2 separate regions of the Gasterosteus aculeatus genome follow, and region 2 is linked to region 1. A link is a contact called in public Hi-C data. All regions are on one chromosome and are shown on one strand. The core of a region is the stretch at or near the end of the contact, and the rest is flanking DNA. Distances in the headings are between cores, read along the strand shown. Region 1 overlaps nolc1 (nucleolar and coiled-body phosphoprotein 1). Region 2 holds the start of LOC120821050 (group XIIB secretory phospholipase A2-like protein).

What was found. Hi-C and Micro-C count contacts between places; a contact is called where the count stands out from the background.
Region 2: a Hi-C map of skeletal muscle shows a contact between it and region 1, with 4 times the contacts expected there. The contact joins the promoter of LOC120821050 here to the enhancer-like site in region 1. A contact is called at or near these places in 3 of 6 Hi-C or Micro-C datasets (skeletal muscle and tail fin).

What each region holds. Positions count from the first base shown.
Region 1 is chr6:8,698,939-8,705,509 of fGasAcu3.hap1.1, reverse strand. nolc1 (nucleolar and coiled-body phosphoprotein 1) reads right to left here. Exons shown (of 15, transcript XM_078104125.1): 12 at 5,773-6,571; 13 at 5,466-5,581; 14 at 5,303-5,386; 15 at 4,057-5,199. The coding sequence ends at 5,041. micu1 (mitochondrial calcium uptake 1) reads left to right here. Exons shown (of 12, transcript XM_040178432.2): 11 at 1,366-1,455; 12 at 1,584-2,401. The coding sequence ends at 1,747. Among protein-coding and RNA genes, the nearest start is that of nolc1, 9.1 kb to the right of the region's middle. Within about 2 kb of position 3,424, at least 2 of the 9 cell types and tissues checked have open chromatin away from gene starts, as enhancers often do.
Region 2 is chr6:8,784,901-8,791,210 of fGasAcu3.hap1.1, reverse strand. It overlaps LOC120821050 (group XIIB secretory phospholipase A2-like protein), which reads left to right and starts at 2,242. Exons shown (of 4, transcript XM_040179411.2): 1 at 2,242-2,976; 2 at 3,323-3,399; 3 at 3,548-3,713; 4 at 3,812-4,667. The coding sequence starts at 2,382. The coding sequence ends at 3,930. It overlaps LOC120821049, which reads left to right. Exons shown (of 9, transcript XR_013467871.1): 9 at 1-1,639.

The sequences.
Region 1 (6,571 bases), core at 2,175-4,674:
AACGTCAATTTGTACTGACGTAATCTGTCACATCCCAACAATGAAATTCGATTACATGTGAGCGCTGCAGGCCTGCAGCCTCTATAATGCAGCAAGTGGTTTGATGCCTGTGTTATCTTTTATATTTATTGTCTTAATGTTTTTATTCATATACATTCTCTTTTGACTGTTACAACGGAATTGGCGACTCATCAGAACAGTAGTATGTTTTTTTTTTTTTTACAACGACATATCCATTCAGTCTATCCATATCCTACGGCACTCTTCAATAGGCCTCCATGTATTTCCTGTCAGCACATCTACTTGTTCTGATTCATTCAGCTTCTGCTGCAAGTGCACCGTTTACCCCGAGGTGCTCGTTTCATAATTCAAAACATCAGGCATCTTGTCTGTTAGTTGGAAGCTTGTAGGCGGGCGTGTGCAGATTTCCTCCATCCTCGTGCAGTTAAACCTTCATACGTCTTCACTATACTTGTACAGCCTTGAAGGAATACTTTGCCCACAATATGATCTTTTTGTATTTCAATGACTTGCCTCTTGTTGCCTTGAATCCTCGAAGAACACGTTGATTTTCCATCAGCGGTGGATGTAAAACCAGAAACATGCGTTTACAAACTCTCATATAACTTGTGCACTACAGTTAAATTCCCATTCATCCAGCTGCTAGCTCACGTTGCATACCTGGCACTTTTTATACAGATGTAAAATCTTAAGTTATATATTTTCTTCAAGGATTCAGTGCAACACAGGTGTGTAATTGTTAAAATGTTCATCTTAAGTATCTTTTTTTGGTTATACTGTTATTTTACATCTTTTGATCCTCTTTTGTTTCTCATCTTTTATCTCCTACATCTCACCGTGGTGATTTCACACCCTTTAGTGCAGTTCCTTCTATGTGGGTGTTATCTGGAACTGCTCATTGTTGAACGTTAGAAAAGCAGACCACTAATGGCATTCTTGGTGGAGTGATTCAGCTTTGTTTTTCTTCTCTCCTTCTTTGCCATTTTCAGGTAGATTCCTTCACCCTTTTCCTCCTGTTTCTCTGTAACTTTGCTCCTTCCCATGGGTTCCTTTTTTAAAGTCCCAGTCTATGTAGGTTTTCTTCATTATATTATCTATTTTTATATTTTTCCAAAAATGAACCCCAAAGGTGTTTTTTTTCTTTTCTTTTTTTTTTTTACTCTCATTTTTTCGCTCGATGCGGTCCCCCCCTCCTCCTCCTCCTCTCACCCCCCTATTGTTGCTCTCTCTATCAGATAAATGGGAGTCCTGCTTGCTATCGATCCCACTGTGTCCTCCACAGAAGTCGTTTACTGTCTCCCACAAAATGATGGAAATCTGTGGTTTGCTCCCTCTGTCCCTCAGTCACCATGAAGCAGGTGGCCCGCACCGTGGCCAAAGTGGAGCTGTCGGACCACGTGTGTGATGTGGTGTTTGCGCTGTTCGACTGCGATGGTGAGTGACTCCGGCTGACTCTGTTCATGGGAAGCAAATCAAGCTGAAACTGACCGGTAGACATCATCAATAAATGGACGTTGCCCCCCCTCCTTACCCCCTTTATTTTATCATCCCTCCCCCTTCAGGGAATGGAGAGCTCAGTAATAGGGAGTTCATAGCAATTATGAAGCAGCGGCTGATGCGTGGGCTGGAGAAACCCAAGGACATGGGCTTCACTCGGCTGGTGCGCGCCATGTGCAAGTGTGCCCAGGACACGGCCTGGGACTTTGCCACAACGAGGACGCAATAAGGCCGGCGTTGGAATGAAGCAACATCAGCATCAGAGACCTTTTCCTTCAAGACGTCGCAACGATCCAAACGGACACTTAATGAAATGAAATCATTGGGGCCGCAGCTCTGACGCATTAACGCATGTTGCTGTAGTTCAGACCGTCCATATATGGACATAAGCGCGCTGACGTAGCGCACCGTGTCCCTAAAAGGCTTCTCTGGCATCCCTGTCCAAGGCATCGTGGGTATTTGTGTGAAATAAAATGACGATTTGTTCCATATTCTATAGAGGAATGCACTGTCAGCAGGTCGCTGTGGCCCCCACAAACCGCTCGTGTGCATTTCACATGTTTTCGAGGTCGAGCAGTGTAATAAATCCTACTTGACCTTCAGCTGTGTAAATGCTGCAGCATGTCTGTTGTATGCAGACAACAGACCCTTAGTTATTCCTTTGTTGGTACAGAGAGCAGACGTGGGTAATCTTGTTGGCACCTCTTCATCCGGCCTGCTAACTCCAACTGCACCATTTGTCCCATATTAGCACAGTGATGCTTGTCTCGCTGGACAATGTATACTGTTCAACGTGTGTATTCATCCATTTCCCTCTGAAACACTTTATAACAGATGGATGTTAAAAGAAATGCTCTATTAAAGATGTTTTTAATAACGTAAAGCTGCTTTACTGGTGGGTTTGTTGTCCTGCCATGTTCTAATTTGTGCCCTTTGACTCCGAGTGGAGAGAACAGAGGGGAATTAGCGGGACTAATCTATGGCGCCGAAGAAGTCGTGTATAATGAAATTGAGTGTAACGCTTCTAAGCAACAAAAAAAAACCCCCTGCTCTGCTGCTTGTACGACGTGGCTTCGAGTGTGTGCATGGGGAAGATGCTAATGTGTGTGGGCGCGCGAGAGCGGTCAGCAGTTTTGTCTAATTGAAATGGACAGGCTGGGCGGCCCTCGGCCGGCGCTGCCCATTAAAAGATCGTCCTGCAGCCCCTCGGTGCACACTGTGCTGCATTGGCCCGAAACGCGCTGCCGTGCTTTCTCCTGAACACTGCAACCGACAGACGGAGGGGGTCCTCCGGAGCGATGGCTGGGCAGCAGATTAGAGCGAAAGGCCTCTCGTCGGAACTCCTCAGGCATGGCGCTTCAATCACGTGGAAAAAAATTGATCTGTGACCGAGCAGCCGCACTGGTGTATCAACCCTACAACACTCACATTAAGAGCCACTTCCAAAACATTAACATTTAACATACACGTTGTTTTTTGGGGACATATTCGCAAAGTCGATAGTTTATCTGCTGCAGAGCTCTGTCCATCGGCTCGTCCTTCACCCTGACTGATGGTGCTGATGATAGTAGATCAATCTGCATACGCTTTCCTTTTTTATTTAAACCACAATCTTTCATTCTGAGCAGGGGTTTAAAAATGTCTAAAACTCCAACCCAAAACAATATATTTATTGTGATACAAAGCAGCTAAAACAAGTACTAGTCCTTATAAAAATAACTAACACTAAGAAAAAAACGCACTAGAACGCTGGTGGCCAAAATCACCCAACTGCATTGAGTCTCTCCACATCAGCTCCATCTGCGCTGAAAAACGACCCAGCAACAGCTCTCCAGTAGCTCTCCCTCGCTTGGTGAGCACTGAAGCAACTCCCAGTGGTTAGAGGTTGTCGGCCTTCTGGAGGGGAGGGGGGTCTTTATTTGGAGCGACTGCAGACCTCCCTCCAAAGTCAACAGCTCCTAATGTGGAGGCACAGAAATGTACACAGCTTCAGTGCTCGGCCTGTTTGTCGAGTGTTGCGGAGTCCAGCAAGTGTGTGTTCCATTAGGCCGTATGTCATGTACCATAAGTTAATGCAAAACCAAACTTATTTTAGAAATGTAAGAAGTTTACTCAGTCCGATTAGTCTAAACTGAAGCCAAAGGATCGCTTTGCCTGCTGAGGTTTTACTTTCACCGCTGTTAAAATAAGTTGGTTACTGAGGGAAGTGTTATATCTACAATCAGATTATAGTGTTGCTGTATTTACATGAATATCACTTACTTCATTTTTCAGTATAAGGTGATCAAAACATGTTTTGCCTTCAAAGATGTAGCCTGCTAATGTAACTGCTTGGTACAACAATAAAATACTAATACTAAGGTTGCTTCCCTGGTGATGTCATCAGGGTTCTTTTGGTGTTAATGGAGTGTAAGGTCCAGCCTCTGTGGAGCTTGACCCATATTAGCAGCTTCCCTCATACTGTCCCATAGTTGCATCCAGAGGGCCACCTAGTGGTGACTAACGAGCTTGCTCATTGGCCACAGGAGGAAGAACTGGTTACTATAGACTCAAGACTTTATTGATTAATCAGAAACATGGTTTGATATATTTCCCTAGCAGGGTTTGCGAGTAGCCATGCGTGTTTGTATCGATTAGGGAAAAGAAAAAAAAGGTAAGTTTCCCCCGAAATACGAGCTAACAAATTAACTTAAGTATTCCAATTCATGTAGAACAGTGAAATTAAAAACATTGGAAGAAAGGTTATACAATCACACCAACATTTAAGTTTTAATTACAGCCACAAGAATAAAACAAAAAAAGTCCAAACGCTGGAAGAGGAAAGTCAAACAAATGAACACATGGCTCCTTTAGATTGGGAAATAGACAAAAAAAAGGTATGTTAACGTCAGAACAAACCGTTTCAAAGAAAAATGGCTTTAGAACAGCATGGGAAATACTACCTGAGGGCCTAACCATTGAACGAGAATAAAATGTAATAAATACACTGTATAAAACTCAGTTTACCCTCCGTGCTCGTATGGCGTTAAGATGAAAACAACTGAGCACGCAGCCCTCTCGACTCAAATCGTATCCAAATAGAGGTTGACTAACCTTGAAGAACCAATGTTATCCATTAGAAAAACAAAAATAATCAATGCCAGACTTAACATAACAAACGGGGATGGCTTGATAGAAAAGTTGCAAAGAAAGACATTTTTAATTTGATAATGAAGTACAAGTTTAACTAAAAAGCATAAGAAAAGAAAAAAACGTATTTTTCCCCCATTAAGAAGTGGCCTGCAGCCACCTAGTGGCTATAAGTGATGTCAACCGTAACCAGTATTCTACCTCTTGCTGCCTAAGCTCAAGTAACGCGTCGCTTCAGATCAGAGACTAAACCAGTGCCCCTCTGTGATCACTGCATGCAAGTGCCAGCTGAGCTTTGGGGTCACGTCCCGTCAGCTGGGGGGGTGTAGACAACAGAGAGTCCTGATCACAGGTACAGTGAAGTCCAGGGGGGAGGGGCCAGATTGAGAGTCCTTAGTCACTGTCAAACTTGATGGAGTTGACTGAGGTGGAGATGGCGCCGCCGCAGTAGCTTCCCCTCTTCTTCTTGGTCTTTTCGTGGCGGAACGACTTTCCTTTTGTAAACCGGAGCACGTCGTTCGCTTTCTGGCCCCAGTCACCCCTGGCTCCAGACTGGATTAGCAGAGACAAATGGACATGTTAGTTGAGACATAAATTGGATCACATCCACAGTCTTAGTGCTGTAGCAAGAAGCCACAGTGGGTACCGAGCTCACCTTTGCGTCAAAAGAGTTGTCTTGTAGACGGGGATCTAGTTCCACTTCTTCTTCTCTTATTCTACGGAATGGCTCGTTTGTGGTCTGAAAGACAAGTCAATCTTAATAAATCAAGGGTCGACCCCACCTTCAGGAGACTGCGCTCTGGTCGAGCAGGCCCTACCTTCTTATGGACTTTAGGAAACGTTTGTGGTGTGGTCGTGATTTTCTTGTTTTTTGGTGTGACTTCCGTCTCTTCCTCTTTGGAAGATTTATCCCTTTTTCTCTTTCCGTTTGTACCTGTATTCAGAGGAAAACTCATCGTTTGTGCTGCTCAAATTAGTGGAGGGCGAAATTGTCACATAAGCGTTACATACACCCAAGCTACAAACATTTCACAGGCCAGTAAAACATTTACTCTACTGGCTAACAGAGGGATCCATCTCCCCTTAAAGTGGCCTGATCATGTCGATTACTTTATTGGAACTCACCATTTGCTGCGGGGGTGCTGGGCGCCGTGACGGCTTTCTTGGGTGCTTCCTCATCTGATGAACTGTCCGAGGAGCTGCTGCTCTCCTGAGCTTTAGAAGCTGGGGTCGTCTTGGGTGTCGCGGCGGGTTTTACGGCACTTTTACTGGCCTCTTCCTCCTCCTCAGAGCTGCTGTCGCTGGACGAGGACTCTGCTGGCTTTTGTGGGGTTTTTGGTGTTGCTGCCTTCGGGGTTGACGTCTTTCCATTGGTGACTGCGGGCTTAGCAGGGGTGGCCTTTGTGGCTTTGGGCGTTCCAGCAGGGGCCACTAATGCGGCTGGAGCTTGTTTCTTGACTGCAGGTTTGGCCGCCTCATTTTCAGAGTCAGAGCTGTCAGATTCAGAGCTGCTGCCATTTGCTGCCACAGTCTGCTTTGTGACTGGGGTCGCAGATTTAGCTGCTGCTTTAGATGTAGGCGTAGCCTTGACCGCTGCTTCGTCTTCAGAGGAGGAGTCAGAGTCTGAGCTGCTTTCTGCTGCAGCAGCAAGCTTTGATGCAGGCGTAGCTGGCTTAGCTGCAGGCGTAGCTGGCTTAGCTTTGACTGCAGCCTCATCTTCAGAGGAGGAGTCAGAATCCGAGCTGCTTTCCGCTGCAGGCTTTGATGCAGGAGTGGCTGGCTTTGCTGCAGACTTGGCTTTTTTAGCTGCTACAGGTTTAGCTTTGACAGCAGCTTCATCTTCAGAGGAGGAGTCTGAGTCAGAGCTGCTTTCAGCAGCAGGCTTTGATGCAGGCGTAGCAGGCTTTGCTGCTTTAGCCGCAGG
Region 2 (6,310 bases), core at 993-3,492, 87 kb before region 1:
AGTGAATAGCTCCATCAACGGTGATCATTCTTTAGATGGACTTTCCAAAGTGCAGTACAATGAAGGGAATACATATTCCACAGCGTCATCTGTCATCCGCAAACTTAATTATAATGAAATACTAGTAGAAATTGCCTTTGTCCAGAAACAACATCCCACGATCAAAGCTCAAAACCACCACCAGTATCAAGCTAGCAATAATACAATGTACAAATGCTACAAAAACCGTCAAATCTATATAAGATTTAAAAGTATAAAAACAACGTAAATGCATTTTGAAATTCATTCATGTTGTTTCTGTGGCCCAGAGCAGTGCAATATGTATTTTGTTAAAATGAACAACTTCCACCTTAAGATACACATCCAATATTATACCTGCAGCCTGGAACGACTCAAATGTTAATGAGTTGAAAAGAAAACAGTTTGAAAGCAGAAAGAAACCTGGATATCGTAACATCCATTTTCTTTGATTTATTCGGTATGCTGCCTCTTAACCGCAAGTATGAACACGATACCACAGACCATCATTCTCTTTGCTGACCTCCGGAGACAATTCATTTGTACCGACTGGATGAGACGTTGGAAGGAAAAACTTGAAACTCCATGAGATCATTCGCAACTGGTATCCTTAACAGACGTCTGATGTGGAACAGGTTCACTAGAAAGTTCAAAATAATCCGGAGCATTAGGGGCACGTTACCTTTCCACCAGCAGAGGACAGCAGAGACGTCCCAATCCAATAGAATCATCTGTGATGTTATACCAAGAGAACCTTTTTACATAATATGTTCACATATTACTTATTTCATACTATATATATAAGGATTTGACTAGGGCCATTGTTATTTATTGCCCAAAACGACTGTGCCAGAGATCGGCCGGGCTGCTGCATGATTTCCTCGCAGCGAGCTCCGTCTCCGAGTACTTCAATGCAGCCACCAGATGGCAAAAGACGTTTTACTGTCGTCTCCTGAAATTGACCTCAGTTGTAGCAAAGACTAGTAGAAGACATTCGGCTGCACCACTATGCATAATGGTGATATTTCCTTTTAGATATAAATGGATATTATTTACTAGGCAAGGGTAGAAATGTAATGCATCACCATTTCTTCTGGAATTGTAATAGAAATAGTTTTACTTACAAGTGATTCATATCAGTTTTTCACCATTCAAAGAAGATCAGAAATATGCATTTTACTTAACGGTTGGAGCGCTGCTTCTGATCCTTTTTGTTGAATGTTTAGGTTTTATAACCTGGGACTATTTTTACATAGTGTGGCCTTTCTTGCTAAATTATATATTATTACAGACATATTTCCGACTTTTTTAGAACATCTTTCTGCCGCTAGTTTTTTAATGAATTGGAAAATAATATTCATAAATGACTCATTTGATGTAGTCAAGAAGAACCGACAATAAGAGGAATAAGGAATAACAGAAGCTTTGCTTTGATATGGTGTGACCTTTGCCCCCAAACATGACAGTGTGTCTGCTTGAACCGAATCCCAGGTCAAAATCTATGGAGCCAAATCCAGGTCAAAAGTTTTGATCATTTCAAAAACAAATGTGAACCTGAAAGCTTATGTTTTGGTGTTGAATATTGAAAAATATATTCAAAATAAAAATAAGTGCACGAAAAGTATTTTTGGGTTTTGCCTCAGTTTTACAATTTTTTTGAATAAAATATATTTCTTCAATCTTCACTTATAATGTTCCAATATAGTGTTGACAGTTAATATTTAATTTACACACAGACAGCAGCTTTACTAATATTCTGATGTTATAAAGGAAACTACCGTTTGCAGAAAAACGTAATACTACACAAAGGATGTGCTCGTATGTGAGAGCATGTCCACGATGAGTGACGTTACTTCTATGAGGACGGATGAGGTCATGTGCATATTTGATGGACGATACCGTTTAAACAAGTAGTTATCTGGAAATGGGAATATGTCTAATCGGGGCCTCAATATTCTCTCCCGACGTGTTTAACACCCTGCGAAGTAAAGCCGCTTCTTCATCAACAGGATCGTCCAGAAAAGGACGCGTCATGTTCGAGAAAACACTTTAGTCGTTTACGTAACAGAGATCTTATATTGTTCATATGTGGAAACTGCGCTAAAATCCGCCTGATTCAGAATGAATGAGGAAATGAACGCGCGCCGTGTGATTGGCTGGGCTGCTGTCAGAGGGAGGAGCCTGTGAAGGAAAACCTGCTCCCGACCAGCTGAGGTTCACAGGCTCAGTTACCATGGAGACTGACCCTGAGCTGGTCACCTCCAAGCCAGAGTTCCCCTCATCTCAGGGTTAACAAACTCTGAGTTTCCACTAAACCTGCTTCTTCAAACGGACCCCTGCTGGTTTGTCCCCAGTTCAACACCATGCTGCTTCGGGCTGTCGTCCTCCTCTTCCTCTGTGTGTCCTCGGGCATTTGTGCCACTTTAGGCCACTACCAGACTCCGCCTGAAGAGGAGCAGGCGTCTCCTGTGGACTCCGATGCTGTTTCTGCTGCTGTAGCAGCTGAAGAAGCTGCAGCTCCTGCAGGTACCCAACAAGGAAGTTCACCTGCAGTGGAGGAACCTGCAGCCGACTCCTCTCGTGGTGACAGTGAGTTGGCTGTGGATGACCTTTCAGCTGACAAAACAAAAATGGAGGTCCCGGTGGGAGATGGTGCAACAGCCGATGAGCCAGAGACAGACAGGGAAATGGCTGCTGGAGACCCCCCTGCTATGGAAGCTCTTGCTGGTGAAGCCGTCACGCAGGAGCAACATTCCTCTCCTGGGGCGGAGGAGGAAAATGACATCAGACCGGTCCAGACGGACCTGTCGCTAAATAACTCTTTGGCACAAGAAGATGATAACAGCTGGAGCATCGACTCAATTAGAAATAGTTTCCGCAGTTTGCACGGATACTTTGAGTTGTTGGTGGAGCTGGCGGGGGGACGCGATGGTGTGTGTCAGTATCGCTGCAGATACGGTAAGAACAAATCTCTAAGTTAACATAAGAGTTGAGTTATTTTTCTAATAACAACACAATTATTTTAGTGTCCTGTAGGTTCGAATCAGAATGGGCTACATGTTCAAATAGTTGAACTACCCAAAAAAGAATCAATGCACCTGTTTAACAGTATGTTGTCGTTTAGTATTTGTTTTCTTTTCACGTGTCGAATCAAGTAGACAACACAAGTTACGTCTTATCTGTAAAAAGCCACACTCTGAAGAACATAGATATGGTACAGATATAGATTCTTGGCTGGGCTACATGACGACATTAGTTGGTTGATGGAATTGAAATGGAACCTCTTGCTTCCCGGTTTTAACAGGAGAAACTCCTCAAAAGCGCCCCGGCTACCAGCTCCAAGAGCCCAACGGCTGCAGCTCCTCTCTGGTGGGATTGCAGGTGAATGCAGTTGTAGGTGTCTTGTTCATAACACCGACAGTCCAGAACCACACTACTACGCCCAAACAATGGAGCCTAACACACAACCACAATGTCTGCATATGCTCAGTTAACTTCACTGACGCAACAAAGCTCTTTCTTTTCCCAGCTTGACCTCGGGATCCCCGCTATGACCAACTGCTGCAACCAGCTGGACGTGTGCTACGACACTTGCGGCACCAGCAAGAACCGCTGCGACTCGGAGTTCCGCCTGTGTCTGCACGGCATCTGCGGCGACCTTAAGAAGAGTCTGGGCTTCGTGTCCAAGGTGCAAGGTAAGATGTTCACAAGCATCTTCGTTGTGAGTTACCAAAAAAACAAGAATGAACTCCTCCTCCTTCCTCTCTCTGATCTCTCCGTATGTTCTTCCTAGCCTGCGAATCAATGGCAGACGTCCTCCACAGCACAGTGGGGACTCTTGGCTGCAGGCCTTACATGAACAGCCAGAGGGCAGCGTGTGTCTGCGAGGGAGAGGAGAGGGAGGAACTGTGACAAGCACTCTGTGGACGCATTCGCAGACAAATAACTCAGTCACAGGCGTCTCTGCACAAAACACTGTGTATTTATCGTCAAAGAGGATGTGCCGGAATTCCGGACTACAAGCCGCTGCTCTTTTCCCCCCCACGCTTTGAACCCTGTGGTTTATGCAGCGGTGTCTTACGCGCGAGACAGACACGTGCAGGGCTCTCAAGTGTCACGCATTGAGCGTGACAGTCACTCACTTTGGTTTCCCGCCACACATCCAATTTCTCACGCCGTGTCCCTGCACGTGCAAGAGATAATGCGCCGGGGAAGACGCTTGTTTAGTAACAGACATTTTGTGCATCATATTCAAAACACTCGTCGTGGAAAATAAACGTGGGAATGCGCGTGATGCAGCATTTAAGTGTCGGGCGACTAAGTCTGTCTGTCGGAGAAGGAAACAGCGGCTGCACTTAAACTTGGCATTAATGAATCAATGGTGAGACGTTGGAGACGGCCATGTGAAGAACTCACTCCATGTAGAAAGACGACAAAAGCTTGCAGAGGGAATAAAAGCAGGTGACCCGAACGTGGAAACTTTCTTGAAGACTGAACACACAGACAGCTGTTTCCACCGTGCACATCCCGCTGAAAGGCAAAACAATCTAATCAAAGATTCACTGCAGGTTTAGTGCCGTGTTACAGGAATTAAAAAAAAAAAAAGAAGTTTCTGGTCATTAAAAATAAAACGCTTTCTGTGTATCATCTTTCTGTCTAAATATCTCATGTTACAACGTCAACAGCTGCGCTCTATAGGCTGGATCGTGGCCCGATCACGATTCAGTGCGAGAATAATGCATTTCTTAGGTTTTACTCAGAGGCAGTACTGACATATATCAAGTATCTCAATATGGCTTTCAAAAGGTTAATTGATAGATTTTGCACATGTGTTAAACTCTTCATACTCCTTTACTACTCTTCAATACTCAATTTCCTTTTAGGACATTTTAGGCCTCTATGACTCCATTACCATAAATGACCTTGATGACTCCAAATACAGTGTCTGATGGGAAGGAGATTGTAGTTGGATTCATTTCCTCTGGATATAATGACATAATAGAATTACTAAAATGCAAATTGTTTGATGTGTGTGGTTGTTTATCAAGATAGTATGATCAAAGTCAATGTCACCTAAATGTGATATCTATATAATGTATATAATACACGACTAAACGACCGGATTAATTATAGATTAATGGGCACTTTACTTCACCACATCACCACTATCTCCTTTGTCTTCTCATCTCTTTGCCAACATGTCACGTGTGACGTGATCCTCCAGCCGTCCACGAGTCCAAATATGTTGATGTGTGTTCCACGTGTATTTCTCAATTCATTAATGCTGTGAAATAGAAACCAATTCTATAAATCTAAATCTTAAACTGTAATCTTAAATGTAAGTCTGAGAAATGTCTGAACGTGTGACCTAGAAATCGTTTACGCTGTAGTTGCTTAAATAAACCGTCGCCCCTCCGAATTATTTCAAATAGAAATGTCATTCAATTTAATGTCAGCAGCAAATCTGACTGCCAGGCAAACACCTACACACACAAACACGCAAAATTCAAGAAATATTGTAATGGTAAAATATGTTATAACAGCCTTTTGCTAAAAGAGTGATAATTGTCTGTATTGAAGTTCCTGTTTGCTGCCGTGTACTCAGGAAAAAGGAAACCGTCTGCGACCTCATCTTGAACTTTACCCTAACAGTCTCATAACAAAGGCTCAAAAAAGAACAACTATGTTAATAGTTCCATATGTATTGTGTGCATGTTTCATAAACTGGTTTCAAATGTATCTGGAAATTCCCCGCGGACCACCTGCCACTGAGGTTGACCTTTTGTGTGTGTATAAAGGCCCCCGAGCTTTGACTGCTCGGAGACGCAATCTCCACAGAGCACTGTAATACGCGCTTGTGCATTTGACCTCCTGGGGGCAATAAATTTACTTTTACAACTTTGATCATTCGTTAAGTCTGTTTTATTAGATAAACCTAGAAACAAATCATTCTTACAGTGAAATATTCCACAACAATATACAGCACTGTTAGTGACGCAGGGACGTATATGGGAGTAAAGAAGAGTGTGTATAATGTACATCTGCATGTTCATCTGTATATAAAGGACTTTAAAATACCAAATAAGCTGAAACGGCCAGTTCATATCCTTTAATCTAAATGATGCTCTGCAATCTTCTCCCATGGTGCATTCATATGAAAGTTTGAGTTGCTCAGCGCTCTGGCTCAGGCACGATGAAGATGGGGCCTCCACTCAGAGTGTGCTGCTCCTGAGGTTCAGTGGTCCCAACATCCCTGCGGACACGTCCTCCACAACCTTTGGAGCAGTGGGAG